Regions from separate parts of the Mus musculus genome. Here all the other regions are linked to region 3. A link is a contact called in public promoter capture Hi-C data. All regions are on one chromosome and are shown on one strand. Each heading gives the region's core, a stretch centred on a gene start, on an enhancer-like site or on the middle of the called end of the contact. The rest is flanking DNA. Distances are from core to core; before and after follow the strand shown.

Evidence for each region. Promoter capture Hi-C pulls out the DNA fragments that hold promoters and counts their contacts. Capture Hi-C pulls out chosen DNA fragments and counts their contacts.
Region 1: a contact with region 3 is called in a promoter capture Hi-C map of neural stem cells. The contact joins the promoter of Rgs9bp here to the promoter of Garre1 in region 3. A contact is called at or near these places in 4 of 39 promoter capture datasets (liver, neural stem cells and pre-B cells) and 1 of 115 datasets of contacts at active chromatin or transcription factors (pancreatic cancer cells).
Region 2: a contact with region 3 is called in a promoter capture Hi-C map of liver, with 2.1 times the contacts expected there. The contact joins the promoter of Cep89 here to the promoter of Garre1 in region 3. A contact is called at or near these places in 2 of 39 promoter capture datasets (hippocampal neurons and pre-B cells), 1 of 484 Hi-C or Micro-C datasets (CD4 T cells), 3 of 115 datasets of contacts at active chromatin or transcription factors (extraembryonic endoderm stem cells, large pre-B cells and pancreatic cancer cells) and 2 of 9 other capture datasets (adipose tissue and liver).

What each region holds. Positions count from the first base shown.
Region 1 is chr7:35,584,322-35,587,144 of GRCm38.p6, forward strand. It overlaps Rgs9bp (regulator of G-protein signalling 9 binding protein), which reads right to left and starts at 1,261. Exons shown (of 1, transcript NM_145840.3): 1 at 1-1,261. The coding sequence starts at 899. The coding sequence ends at 186. Ankrd27 (ankyrin repeat domain 27 (VPS9 domain)) reads left to right here and starts at 1,926. Exons shown (of 29, transcript NM_145633.3): 1 at 1,926-2,048.
Region 2 is chr7:35,395,510-35,398,375 of GRCm38.p6, forward strand. It overlaps Cep89 (centrosomal protein 89), which reads left to right and starts at 1,554. Exons shown (of 19, transcript NM_028120.3): 1 at 1,554-1,697; 2 at 2,481-2,587. The coding sequence starts at 1,659. Faap24 (Fanconi anemia core complex associated protein 24) reads right to left here and starts at 1,258. Exons shown (of 4, transcript NM_178643.5): 1 at 704-1,258. The coding sequence starts at 809.
Region 3 is chr7:34,312,236-34,314,935 of GRCm38.p6, forward strand. It overlaps Garre1 (granule associated Rac and RHOG effector 1), which reads right to left and starts at 1,312. Exons shown (of 14, transcript NM_172741.3): 1 at 1,257-1,312.

The DNA of each region.
Region 1 (2,823 bases), core at 11-2,510, 1.3 Mb after region 3:
GCTGTTAACTCCTCTTGGGCCAGCATGTTAAAAAACAAAACACGTTTTGCCCAGGCAGAGGTGGGCTTTGAAAGGATCATGTTCATATGCACACATTCAGGCTCACTACCTCTCTCCTTAACGGTTCAAACCCGAAGCCCATGCCCTGGAAAGAAAAGGGGCAGCGGACGACCGTTGGATATCAGTCAGCTCAGCTTTGCCACACATAAGGCGAGGGCCACAGCCACCAACAGCACGGCGCTGAAAACGGTGGCAGCCAGGGCCTTGCTGGGGTCGCAGGGGCCCGCGCGCTCCTCTACCGAAATGCCACCGGCTGAGGACGCGCCGGCACTGGCACCGGACAGGAGTTCGGCGCCTGCCGCTTGTCGCGCCTGTACAGTCCAGCGGGGCACGTTGACTTTCATTTCCATGTCGTCAATCATCTCGCCCACCTGGAGGACTTCGCGCTCCAACTGGGGCAGATCGGCGACATCGAAGTCGCTCTCCGCTTCGTGCCGCAGGCTGCGGGCGCTCAGGGCGCGCGCAGCTACAGCAGAGGAGCCGCCCGTCACCCCAGTGCGAACAAGTGGCCGGCGCGGCGCGTGCAGCGGGAAGGTGGCTCCCAGCGCTAGTGCGCGCTGCATGTCGGCTTCGAGCAGGTCCAGGCAGCCTGAAAAGGCCACCCAGAGCCGCTCAAACTCCGCGCGCTCCTCGGTAGCTAAGCTCCGGTCCCGGAGCGCGACGGTCAACCGGGCGCCGGTGGCCACGGCCAGCTCCCGCGCCTTCTGGCGGGTCTTCTGCAGCTCTTCGCGTAGGTCCTGAGTGTCCGCGGAGCCGCCCACAGTAAGCACTAAGTGATGGTAGCACGCTGTGGTCTTGTTGAGCGCGTCCAGCAGCGCCTTGCACTCCTCTCTGGCCATGGCGCTGCCCTCCGGCGGTACCCTACTTGCAACCTTCAACGTCGTAGGTCGCCTCCAGCCCTGATGCCAGCCTTGAGCAGGGCGGACTGAAAGCTCCTCATGTCCTCGCCGCTGTTCTCAACAGAGCTCTCCAGGGACCCTTGAGGTGCGCCTCCGGCGTCCCCACGGCTGGGGTAGTCTGGTTAGCTTCTCCCCATCCGCTCCTCCATTTCCCCCAGACGCGCTCCGGGTCACGCGTAGTGTCTTTGCACCACTTTCTTTTTCACGGCGGCTCCCTGAGAAGCCCAGAGTGAAGACCCCATCCTTGATCGACCCCAAGTCTCCAAGACGAGCCGCGCGCCTTAGCCCCGGCCAAGGGCAGCAGGATCCAGTTTCCTAGGACACGCCTCCAGCCACCAGTCCAGGCCCGGGGCTTCCTCCGCCCGCCCCCCCCGCCCCCTCCCCGCCCCCGGGCCAGGGGTAGGCGGGGCCCAGCCCAGGTAGATCAAGTGTGGCTTTCCCTCTTCTCCCTACCATGATAATTCTGGAACCTTAGCGCCCTACAAATTCAAGGTTTTTTTTTTTCCTACTTTGCAGACGAGGAAAAGTGAGACTCGGTAGAAAGAATGCTTAGCTTATCGCAGCCCATGCTAGTGAAGGGAAAGGACCAAGGGACTAGACCCTGTAGGCAACAGAGTAGGGTGGCTCGGAAGTCTGGGCACCTCCAGTTTGCATCACCAGTAGCACGGGCGATCGACCGGGTAGGATTGTTACTTAGTTGGAGCTCTCTTCTTCATCACAGTCTAACCCCATTTCAGGGGCCCAGCTTGGACCCCACCCCTAATATCAGATCTTCCTTAGGTCCCGCCTCTCGAATTCTGGGCACGCGCACTCCCTGGTTCTGGGCGGGGCTAGCTTGAGTAGGAAGCGCGGAGTCGCCTGGGCCCCACCTCCGACTGAACTAGACTTAATGATTGCTCTGTTTACGTGTCAGTCTCGACTAAAACGACCTCTTATTGGACAGACTGGAGCAGGGTTCCGCCCAACGGCGGAGTAAAGAGGTAGGCTGAAGAGTGGAGCCACCGCACCCGGGTGGTGGGCACTCAGGTCCCAGCCCAGGGTCCGGGAGGTGCTGTCGTAGCACAGAGGTGAAACTATGTAGCCTCTTAAGTAAGTGTCTTCTGCGGGTATCCTCCAGCGCCTCCCTACTCTGGGGAACGCCGAGGTCGGGCGGGGCCTGGGAGAGGAAGGGGGAGGGGTTCCCTGCACTGAAGGGGAGCCCCAGGCTGGGCTGATGGGCCCCAGGGGCCCGGACCCGTGGCGGGCTGAGCCTCCCAGCTCTCCCGTTCCTCTGCGGTCCGCATCGCGGCGCGCACGTTGTCCACTAGGTCCAGAGGGATGCCTAGGCGGCGCGGAGAATGCATCTGTTCCTGTGGCACCACGGCAGGCCTGGGTCCCCCGGAGCTGGGACTTGGGGCAGTGGGCAGAGCTGTCGCTCCCAGGCCATGTGGCCTGGGAGGTTTTCCGGTGACCAAACTGAGGGAGGAGGCTGTGTGTTCAGATCCTGGTCTAGGCCAGCTGATTGAGTTTCCGCCGGGGCTGAAAGTGGAAAGGGTATCCCTGCCTGCTTTACACGTGGCGAGGTCCTCTCGTCCTGTATGTAGAGAAGACTTATGGAAAACTCAGGTACCCAGAGACGTACAACCACACAGAGTGTGTTCGGTTTCTTGGTTGAAAACGGACTGCCCAGATGCGCGCGCGCCAGGCGGTGCCCCTCCAGCCTCTCCTCCAGCTCCAGGGGACCTGGACACTCAAGGCGGGGTGGGTGGCAGGGGAAGCAAGTGACACATCACCATCTAGGAGTGAGAGGCTTGGGATAAGAGGGCTAGTGAGACTGGACAGACAGAGTTCTCAGTGGCTGGGATTTCTGTTTCATTCTGTGGAG
Region 2 (2,866 bases), core at 304-2,803, 1.1 Mb after region 3:
GAAGGTACCCTGAGAAGCCATGAGAGGGCATCAAATCTTCTGGAATTGGAATTACAGGCAGTAATGAACAGCTCAGTGAAAACAGATGGGGATCTAGCCATCTCTAGCCCCCACCCCGCTTTTTGTTGGTTTGAGACAGGGTTTCTCTGTGTAGCCCTGGTTGTTCTAGAACTCACTCTGTAGATGAGGCTGGCCTTGAACTCAGAGATCCTTCGGTCTCTGCCTCCCAAGTGCTGGGATTAAAGGTGTGACCCACCACCACCTGTCCTAAACCTCCTTTTTAATAAAATAAAACCCAAAGATTTATATGTAGGTTTTGCTCGCATATGTCTGTGCACATGTGCAAGCCTAGTGCCCCCAAAGGCCAGAAGAGGGAGGAGTCTGACTCCTTGAGCCACCATGTGGGTGCTAGGAATTAAACCACGATCCTCTGTAAGATAAGCCAGTCCTCGTAACCACGGAGCTCTCTCTCCAGTCCCCTTTCATTTTAGTCTATGTAACTATTTTGAGACAAGTTCTCATAGCCCAAGCTGGCCTTGAACTTGCTATGTAGCCCCAGGCTGGTCTCTAACGCAATGATTCTCCTACTTCAGTCTCAGGAGTGCTGGGATTGCAAAGGAACATCACCATACCCAGCATTTCTCTCACTCTCTCTTTTAACGTGCTGGGAAGAAAGGGGTATGACAGAAGACAGCTCACTGACCTTGCATCTCCTGAGCCAGTTGGGACCCGCGCCATTTTTCACTAGCCACAATATGTCCTAGTGGCACGTGGACCGGACCGGTCCCATCAGGCGGGTTCCTTTCCATCCGTGGTTTTGGTCTAAATGAGGAAAATGCAAGGTCTCACTAGAGCAGGCGCTGTTGCACACAGTTCTACACGAAGTCGGGACCTCTTTGACAGGATCTGTAGAGTGGATTTTCAGGCACTGAGCTACTTCAACCGAAGTCTGAATTCAAGAGATTATTTATTTTCAAAATAAGACTGGGTCTTCTTATCACGCTTGGCTCTGTACTGATAGTTGACTCCAGCTGGACTTGAACTCAGCAGCCCAAGTGCTAAAATGACAGCCGGGCGCCACTACCCCGAGCTAAACCCGGGAGATTTCTGTTTGAGTGACTCCGTCCCTCTTTGTAAGCACCTCCCTTAGCTCTGGTGTCCTAACAGGACGCTTACGGTGGCTCTTCCATTCGGTCCCTGTCCTTCTATTCGGTTCCTGTCCAGGGCTACAAAGGCAGGGAAGCTCACTGCGCCGGGGTCTAGAATCTCCGTGGACCTCACCTGAGGCCCTGCCACTTCCGGGTTCCCACAGCCCGGGAGCCCTCTTTAAAATTCTGACCGCCCTGGCCAGCGTTTTATTGGGTGATAGGTAAAAGATGGGCGTCTACTATAGCCAATAATCGAACGGAAGTCTCAGCTTGCTTCCTCTCTGGCTGGAATTTGAATGACGCCTTGCTGGGTTGTCAAGAGCAACGGGTGGCAGTAAAATTGACTCTGATAGGCTGAGACTCAAAACAGAGCCAATGTGAGACATGCTTGTTGTAAAGTCGGGGGTCCGCGGGAGCTAGGCTGTGGGGAGCTGTGCAGGCTGCGGGGTCTACCTTCCAGCTAGTCCAGCGCCTGGCGGCTCAACCCGCAGCCCTCAGCTCTCAGCCAGGATGCTCCTCAGCTTCCGCAGGAACCGCCGGAGCCAGTTCGTGAGTAGTTCCAGGCCTTCGAGTGCGGTTAAAAAAAAAAAAGATTTATTTATATGAGTGATCTATCTGCATGTATGCCTGCATAGCAAGAGAAGGTGTCAGATCCCATTACAGATGGTTGTGAGACAACATGTGGTTGCTGGCAATTGAACTCAGGACCTCTGGAAGAGCAGACCATGCTCTTAACCACTGAGCCATCTCTCCTGCCTTCATGTGCAGGTTTTAAAGACTGAGATAGGAGCGAGGCGGGATCGCTATCAGGGAGCATTAAATTCCAGAAACCCAGACTAAATGTTCCAAAGAACCCTTCATGTCCAGAGCCTGCCACAGACAGGAATCTTGGCCTCCCTGTCAGGATTCTCCTCTTAGCCGGGAGTTCACTCCTGTCTTGGAGAAAACTTCCCCCATGAGTTGATTCCTTTCCTATTTAGGGTATATTAGCCCAGCTCACTTAGTTAATCCTCTCTGGAAAAGCCCTCCCACAGACACCCAAAGGTGTGCTTCATTACACGGTAGGTATAGATTAGCCCAGTTCAGTTGACAATTGAAATCGGTCAGGAAAGCTGCCGTGAGCAGGGAGGTGTGAATGAATCGGATAGCCATGATGGTGTGCCCCAGTGAGTGCCCTTGCCTCACCAATGGGGATTGGGAACAGCGGCAGGTGTGTGTGTAAAGACTCTTGTGGGGCCGGATCCCTAGAGTGACCTCAGTTTGGGAGGTGATGGTGGCCCAGGAGCAAGGTGATCTTCTCCCGGTGACCTGCCTTGGGTTTCATTTGTGCAGAACCACATCATCCATGGCTTCCTCCCCGCAGCCAGCATCGCTCCGAAGCCAGCGGTGCCACGCACACCCCCTCCTCGGAGCCCCAACCCTTCTCCAGAGAGGCCCAGGTAAGTCCCAAGATGAGCAGCACCGAGGGTCACGCCCGTGCTTGACCATCAAGTCCTGAATCCTGGAACTGATCACACTAGCCAAAAGGCCACAAGTAGAGGGCTAGACTATTACGCTCTGTGGTTACCTCTGCTCAGAGATGCACTAATATGGCTTCTCTGAGCATCAGTGGACTTGTCTGGGGTGTGGTACCTTCAATGGAAGATCTCAGATTTCAGGATTGGGTACAGTTGGTGCCTACTAAATATGAAGCACCAAATTTAAGTTAATCCTTCCAT
Region 3 (2,700 bases), core at 62-2,561:
ATATGTCTTAAAAATAAAAACAAATACAAAGGCAAGGCCTCTTGGCCTGTGTCTTTAATTCTAGCACTTGAGAAACTGAAGCAGAGAGATCTCTGTGAGCTTAAGGCCAATCTGGTCTACACCGTGGGGGTCTGTTCAAAATAAGTATGAGTAAATAAACAAATTTTTTAAAAAAGGTTAAAAATGTTAAAGCAATTATGAGAAGCAAACACAGATGTAATTTTCTACAACAGTGCGTTTGAGGTTTCCAAGCATATCCACAAGGAGAAAAACGGAATGTTACCTTTGACCCCCATTTGTAAATTTAGCCGAAGACAATAATCAAATAAATCCTTTTTGCCACAAGTGTTTTTTCTTGTGACAGGGACAATCAAATATTCATTAGAGTTTGGATAAATTATGGTACTCGATGTTCTACTACAAAACCTCTAAGAGTGACAGTATATATATCTGCACTTACTGATGTCACCAAAATGTTAGGAGCGGTTGTCACCGAGTCGCCGTGGTCATTTTCCCTCCTGACACTTTGTATACAGTGGCGAGTGTTTTTTACAAGGACAGAAGAATGAATCGCTTTCATAATGGCAACGGGTGGGGAAGGGCAAGGACAATCTATTTTCAAACTGGGGGCTCCCCAGGCTGATCGTTTCCCAGGCAATTTTGGTTAAAGTATAAACAAAATTCTTATCATGCCAAACAGGCATGCTCTTTTTCCCCTGCTCCACGAGGAGCAGGAAGACACACCCCTGACCCCGGCGCTCGCCCGACGGGTGTGGGTCCTTCCTCAGTCCTAGCCCAGCCTCGGCCCTCCTCTGACCCCCGCCGCGCCCACGGGCTCAGAGGGAGCCAGGAAGGGGCGCGCGGCCGGCCGGGGAGCCGCGGGGCGGCCTGAGGGCAGCGGCGCCCGCCTGTGCCCGTGGACCCAGGTCGCCCACAGGCCGCCAGCCCCGGGCGCACGGCGCCCCGAGCTTCCGGGAGCGGATCCCCCGCGGCGGCCCAAGGCAGCCGCGTCCTTCAGCGCCAACGCGCCCCTCAGGGTCTCGTCCCGGGCGCGCGCCGAGAGGCCCCTCCGGGCTTCCGTCCGCCCGGCCAGCGCCCGCCGAGCCCGGCGTCCTCCACAGCAGGCGGGCGAGGGACGGCGCCGAGGGAAGCGGCACCCCGCGAGCTCGCCTCGATGCCAGTCGCCCTTGCGACCCGCCGCCCGCTACCCCTAGCCAGTCCCCGCCGACCCGAGCCCGCTGGCGACCGTACCTCACCTGCGAAGCGCCCCGGCTCCGGCGCACCGCCCGGACCGGCTGTGTACACCGGAAGTGACGTCGGCGGGCGGCCCCGCCCCCGCCCCAGGCGGTCGCTGCGGTTTCCCCGGCCGGAGCCCACCCTCCCCTCGTGCTGGATGGGCGGCGGCGAAGCTCTGCGTTCCCTCCCTGTTTCCAGACCTAGTCGGAACCCTGCTGAGGGGCTCGGTTGCGTCCTCGCGTATTTATCATTGAAATTAATGATAGAACCATTGATCGCTAGACATCACACCTGACAGACGATGTAGGAGCGGGATAGTACTAGCACCCTCAGGGATTGCTTCGTGAGCGGTGCCAACAGAATACTACTGTCACAAATCACTGTAATGATGTAGTGCCATTTGTGGCAGATGGTAGGAGGGGAAAGTAGAAGAGAGAAGGAGAGAGTACCCCGACCCAATGGAAGTGGATGTCCAGATAATTACCCTCCGGGTTAGATCAAGAGCTAAGATCCCTAAAAGAAAAAGGAAAAAAAAAAAAAAAAAAAAGGAATTTTAAAACAAAACCTGAGGAGGACTACATGACAGCACACAGCAAAACACAAATAGGCGAAAGGGACCCGAGATCGTAGCTCGGAGATAGAGTACTACTCAACTTGTCAGGGGCACATATTACAGCCCCAGGGTTTTGCAATGAGAGTTTGGGAGGTTAAGACACATGTTTTAGGCTGGGAGTGGTGGTGCATACCTTTAAGTCCCAGTCACTCAGAAGACAGAAGCAGGCAGATTTCTATGAATTTGAACCCTGCCTGGTCTACATAGCAAATCCAGGGCTAGCCAAGGCTACATAGAACCTGTCTCAAAAAAAAAAAAAAAAAAAAAAACCACACACACACAAAAGGTGAATAATTATCAAATGTTTCATTGTCAGAAAACTAGAGAAGATAGGATTTATCTAAGAACATTCCAAACTCCCTGTTTTAAACAAGGGCTTATTTGGCAGTACTTGGGAAGCTGTCAGGATTGCCCAGACTCGAGGTCTGAAACCCGGAGGCAGGAATGGTTGTATCAGGCTGAAATCCAGTTTAGTGGTAAAGCACTTACTTAGCACAGGACAGGCATTGGGTTCACCCTCAGCATTAGGGGAAAGTATGGATGTAGATTTTGATGCAGTATTTGAAAACAACAAAATCTTTCAGGACTGGGTTGTGCTTGGCCCCAGATCCTAGGGTGCTAGAGACTCAGTGATCATTAAAGGTCCACCCAGGTCAGGGGCTACAAAGTTGACGTTCTCACAGTGATAAAGATGAAAGACATAAACACTTAGAGGAGTAACTGAAATGAAGGCAAATTTATTACAGAGAAATAAAGAAAAGTTAAAAAAGGGTGGTTGTGGGGCTGGTGAGATGGCTCAGTGGGTAAGAGCACCCGACTGCTCTTCCAAAGGTCCTAAGTTCAAATCCCAG